2 separate regions of the Mus musculus genome follow, and region 1 is linked to region 2. Evidence: chromatin contacts called from public promoter capture Hi-C data. All regions are on one chromosome and are shown on one strand. Each heading gives the region's core, a stretch centred on a gene start, on an enhancer-like site or on the middle of the called end of the contact. The rest is flanking DNA. Distances are from core to core; before and after follow the strand shown.

Region 1 (2,700 bases), core at 126-2,625, 160 kb after region 2:
TGTCTCGTCTCTGTGTAATTACAGTATCTGCTTTTGAGAGAATTTATGGAGTCTGATGAATAGCTTAACTTTATGTCTTTCTTTAAACTCCCAGATGTTCTGACTAGATTCCAACTTCCTGAGTTCCCAGTGCTTCCCAGAGCTTCTGGTGAAGTTCTCGTCCACCCCAGGACATTCCGATTCCCCCCCCCCCCCCCCCCCGCTGAGAAATAAGAAAACAACATCGCTTCCCTGAGGGCGGTGAGCTCCATCCCTGAGCATTGGAATCTCCATTTTTGGAAAACTGTTTACCAGGGTGTAAGACTCGGAAAGGAAATGTGTCCATGAGCCTCCTGGGAAAGACTAAGACCTCAACAAGTCTGCTGCGCTCCTCAGCTTCTGAGAGGCTCGTTCTGATTAAACACCGACTTGAAATAAAAGCATATGTGCTCAGAAGTCAAGGATGTGAGGGACATAACAGAGAAATGTGCCACCAACCCCCTCAGACCAGTCCCCCAACTTTCCAGTGGCTATCAATACTTTGTCCCTTGTTTTCCTCATCACCTCTCTCGGTTTGTTTTATTTTTGTCAATAGAGCTGAAACTGGCAAACCATAACTCACTCCGTGGGCCAAATGCAGCCTGCTTCCTGCTTTATAAATAAAGCTTTACTGGAATACAGCCATGCCCACTCCTGTACATGTTATCTCTATCTGCTTTTGCTCGGCACCCCGAAGGCTGAAGAACTGTGACAAACTTGTTGCTTACAGATTCCACTAGGTGCCTCCAGGGACCTAGCAAAGGCTTATGTCATCACATGCCGCAGGGTCCAGATGCACCAGGTGTGGGATCTCCCTCTCTCTGTCCTTCTCTGTGACCCATCCTCTTTTCTCTGCCTTCATGGCTCTGCTCCTATTTGTCTGTCTGTCTACATGTCTATCCATCTGCCTCTACGCTTTCTCCAGGTCCTCCTTCCTCTCCCCTTCCCCCAATAAACCTCCTTATACCAGATCTGTTGCATGGGGTAATTATTCAGGGGCACACCTTGGCACCGGTCTGCAGGTACTCCCTCACCATAAGACAAACCATGTGGCCTTCAACAGCTAAAATGTGAGCTATTTAGTCCTTTCCAAAAAGAAAAGAAAAGAAAAGAAACTTGTCAACTCTTACATTAGAAATTTAAAGTGGGGACTGGAGAGATGGCTCAGTGATTAAGAGCACTGACTGCTCTTCCAAAGGTCCTGAGTTCAATTCCCAACAGCCACATGGTGGCTCACAACCATCTGTAATGGGTTCCGATGCCCTCTTCTGGGGTGTCTGAAGACAGCTACACTGTACTCAAATATACATAAATAAATCTTTAAAAAAGAAAGAAATGCAAAGTGACTGCTAGGCATGATGTCATCTCACAAGCATGTTCCAGGGAGATCTTGCTTTGGCACTAGAATCAAGAGCCAATGAGCTCTGAGCATTACTGTGTTCTTTTTTTGTACCCATGTCTGAGATGGCCTGAGAAACTTGGCTGCATCTGTGTAACCTCAGTAAAGCTGGCTGTGGTGCCCAGGGCTTTTCTTACCTATTGATACATAGCAAATGACGCTGAAGACTTACAGGTTTTCAAGAAGAGTAAGAATTTGTCATCTCACACAGTTCTGGCATTTGGGAGTGGCTCCGTTGAGCAGTTCTGGCTCAAGAGTCTTGGCGGGGGCTAAAGGATGTCCTCACATACTTGACAAGTTACTCTGACTGTGGGGGAGGCTTGCTTGCTACAATACAGATTCCTTCATGAGACTATTCAGGTTTCCTCACAATACAACAGACTCCCCTGAGGGCAGATGATCCCATAGACCAAGGTGGAGGTCATGATGAGGGGGACAGCCTCAGAATTTCCCTTCCCCCTTTCTGCAACAGTCAGTCATAACACACCACCTCCCAGTTCAGTGCAGAAGCGACAGCATGATGCTAGCAAGATCCACTAGGGCTTTCTTGGATGCTGGCTGCTGCATGCTGCAGTCTCAGCATGAGATTACGTCCAGAAGAAATACCAACCTGAGATCTGAGAGTTCAGGGAATGCAACAGAAGGATTTACAGAAATCTACACAAGGTACAGGTATAAGGAATTGCACTACAGAGTACCCAGTCAAATCCACCAGTTTCCCCAGTTCCCACTCCTCACAGCACTAGCCCCCCCCCCCCCCCAAAAATCTCCTTTCTGGGCCTGTGTGGTGCTTTGAAGATGCTTGGCCCAGGAAGTAGCACTATTGGAGGTGTGGCCTTGTTAGAGTAGGTGTGGCCTTGTTGGGAGAAGTGTGTCACCTTGGGAGTGGGCTTTGCAACCCTCCTCCTAGCTAACTGGAAGACAGTCTTCTCCTGGTGGCTTTTAGATGAAGATATAGAACCTTCAGCTCCTCCTGGTCCATACCAGTCTGAATGGTGCCATACTCCCACCCTGATGATAACAGACTAAACCTCTGAACCTGTAAGTCAGCTCCAATTAAATGTCCTAAATTTATAAGAGTTGCCTTGGTCATGGTATCTGTTGACAGCAGTAAAACCCTAACTAAGACAGAAGTTGGTACCAGGGACTCCAGGATTGCTGTGATAGACATGGCCATGCTTTTGTTTGGAGGAATGTAGATTGTGAGACTTTGGATTTGGAAAGCCAAGGAATGTTTTAAGTGGGGCTTAATGAACCATCCTAGGAATAGGGAAGAGATTGGT
Region 2 (2,700 bases), core at 131-2,630:
AGGGGACAGGGTCTTGTTCTTCCGCGTCCCTGGGGCTTTCGAGCTCTGTGCTAGGAGGAGCCCTGGAGGAGGCTGAGGCCTGCTGGAGTACCACATCCATGCTGACAGGTGAGCACAGAACATGGCCCATGTGACATCTCATATCAGAACCGCGGCTGGATTACTGTTTCCTTTAGGACATCCCTTGGGGTCTGCTTACCTTGTTCCTCTCAAGTGGGGACGGAGATGAGGGTGCTCACTATTCCAGCCCCATTTGGAGCAAAGGGTATTTGCCTGGTGTGCACAGAGCCTGAGGTTTGGACATGGTGAAACAAGCCTGTCAGAGTGTGTGTGTGACTTACAGGGTCTCAGCTTGAAAACATCCCAAAGCCACAGGCCCTGAGCTGGGGAGGCCACACCTTTGTGTGCACAGAGCCATATTTGTGCTGGTTCCCACCTGAGCTGACACCTTCCTGTTCCAGAGTGAGGACTGTACCAGTACCAGGTTGAGGTTCTGTTTAGTGAGTTTATTTCTGTTTCTCACCATATATATATAATTTTCTCCATAGCCAGGTGCAGCTTCTGAGGTGGAGGTGGGTGAATCTCAGTGAGTTCAATACCAGGCTGGTTCACAATGAGTTTCAGGTCGGTCGTACAGAGCTACACAAATAAAATGTCTGCCAGTGGATGGTGGCACAGGCCTTTAATCCCAGTACTCTGGAGGCAGAGACAGGTGGATCCCTGTGAGTTTAAGGCCAGCCTGGTCTACAGAGTGAGTCCCAGGACAAGCAAGGCTACACAGACAAACCCTGTCTCGACAAAATAAATAAAATAAAATCCTCCCCCGGCCCCTTATTGTCTCTGTACTGTTATGAATCTTGCTTTTTAATTTTGTTTTTGCAAAAGATCCAGCTAGGGCTGGTTACAGGTGGTTGTGAGCCGCCTAATGTGGGTGTATGGGGATCGATCTTAAACCCCCTGGAAGAGAAATACGTGCTGTTCACCGCTGAGCCATCTTTCCCATCAATCTTTATCTGTAGATATGCTTTCTACCTTGTCTTTAATGTTCCAGGGGGGATTCACGGTGGGAGCCTTATAAATTCAAACAAGGTTTTTACGGATGTGCGTCTCAGGAAATGAGGGGTTTCTACCCTCTTGCAGTCCTCCTGCTTTGCTTTAGTGGTCCCTCCACCCTGGTCCTGATGTCTTTATGCAGCGGTGATGCGTCCGGGGCGGGAGCACGGAGGTCTCTCCCAGGCCGCTGGGCAGTCGGCTGGCAGGTGGCTGGCTGAGTTCACCCCGCCCCCGGCCCTAGCCCCGCCCCACTGCTCCACGCGCATTGGCGCGACCAGCTGTCTCTCTCCGCGCTGGGGAGGGGGCGCGCGGCTGCGGTCCCTCTGCAGAGGGCTGCGCGCTCCGCGGTCTCCGGGGCTCTCCGTTGTTTGGGCCCGTGCTCCTCGACCTCGGGAGCAGAGCTGGCCAGAGACCGCGACGATCTGGGTAAGTAGAGGCAAGACTAGAGGCTCTGGGTCAGAATCTGGTGCACTGAGCCCTGGTAACGGCGGCAGACCCCGGGTCCTGGTCACCAGATTGTGAGGGACACGACTGCAAGGTCGCCGATCCTCAGACGGCTCCAGGTGGGTGACCCTGGGCTGTTCTGCCGCCCGCTCGCTTCGCACGAGTTGCAGCTGCTGCTTTGGCACCGGCTGCCTACCTAACCCTTTTCCTTTAGGGGTTTTCTGGGGAACTGTGATTTTCGGCTCCGGGCTATGATAGTTCTGCAGATAGCTTGAAGCTGGGCTATCTATTCCACGCCCCCGGTATTTTCCTTTCTGAGCACTTTATCCTGAGCTCTGTCTCCTGCCATAGGGGCGTCAAGCTTGGAGAATCCTTCCTCCAGGAGGAAGCTTCGCGGTTCGTGTCTAGTGCTGGGAAGGGTTCCTTGCTCTGTTCAGATAGTGGTTGCTCTCTGTTGCTCAAGGGGAGAAGGGTGGTGGTTGTTTTCTGTGGTCTTGGACAGGAGATTCTGCCAGGAAAGGACAGCAGGGACTTTAAGGTTTCCAAGACAATAATGGTCCTCTCGAAGGTAAAGGTGAATCATTTGCAGTCTTAACACTCTGCAAAGTTTTAATGCCTGCAGGCTGCATCCTTTCCCTGCCTCGCCTACACTTGTTGGGGTGTTGATCTCTACAGTGATGTACATTAAAAGAAACCTCTCGTGCAACCATCTAGGCCATTTAGGTTAGTTTCAGAGACTTTCCGGAATATAATCTCATTTGAATATTTCTTCTATTAATACACACACTTAGAAGGAATGATCTCTAGAGCGCTGGAGGCTCAGGGAAAGAAGACGTGGAAGCCATTAAGACTGGGTTCTAGTTCTAGTGCTAGGGTGTGTGAGGAGAGACTGCAAATGTTATACTGGTCCCATCATTCTAGAATTTTATGTTTCTTTGTAGAAAGATGAAGCTTTCAATACTTACCCTTAAAAAAACAAAAGAAAAGCCTTAGCTCTTAAAACGGTTTTTCAGGGTTCCAGTTCTACAGAGAATTGGGAACTGGTACCCAAGTGAAAGCTCTGTGAAGAATATGCATGAAAGGCTCCCCTGCGCCTAACTCAGGGCTCAGCACCTAAAATGCACGGAGCTGTTGTTAGCTAGTCATTCCAGGTCCTCATTCCTTAAGCCTTGCCATTCTGTGGACTATTACTTTTTTTGGTGG

The links. Promoter capture Hi-C pulls out the DNA fragments that hold promoters and counts their contacts.
Region 1: a contact with region 2 is called in a promoter capture Hi-C map of hippocampal neurons, with 2.2 times the contacts expected there. The contact joins the enhancer-like site here to the promoter of Akap5 in region 2. A contact is called at or near these places in 8 of 39 promoter capture datasets (the 3T3-L1 cell line, 3T3-L1-derived adipocytes, HPC-7-derived erythroid cells and 4 more), 1 of 15 datasets of contacts at CTCF or cohesin (the NIH/3T3 cell line), 8 of 484 Hi-C or Micro-C datasets (CD4 T cells, the Patski cell line, Th1 cells and 4 more), 3 of 115 datasets of contacts at active chromatin or transcription factors (embryonic stem cells, extraembryonic endoderm stem cells and trophoblast stem cells) and 3 of 9 other capture datasets (adipose tissue, liver and pancreatic islet).

What each region holds. Positions count from the first base shown.
Region 1 is chr12:76,478,621-76,481,320 of GRCm38.p6, forward strand. No RefSeq gene overlaps it. Among named protein-coding and RNA genes, the nearest start is that of Gm10451, 35 kb to the left of the region's middle. Within about 2 kb of position 1,376, at least 59 of the 459 cell types and tissues checked have an H3K27ac peak or open chromatin away from gene starts, as enhancers often do. A contact at or near this core is called in adipose tissue, hippocampal neurons and trophoblast stem cells, where this site is marked.
Region 2 is chr12:76,323,511-76,326,210 of GRCm38.p6, forward strand. It overlaps Akap5 (A kinase (PRKA) anchor protein 5), which reads left to right and starts at 1,381. Exons shown (of 2, transcript NM_001101471.1): 1 at 1,381-1,479.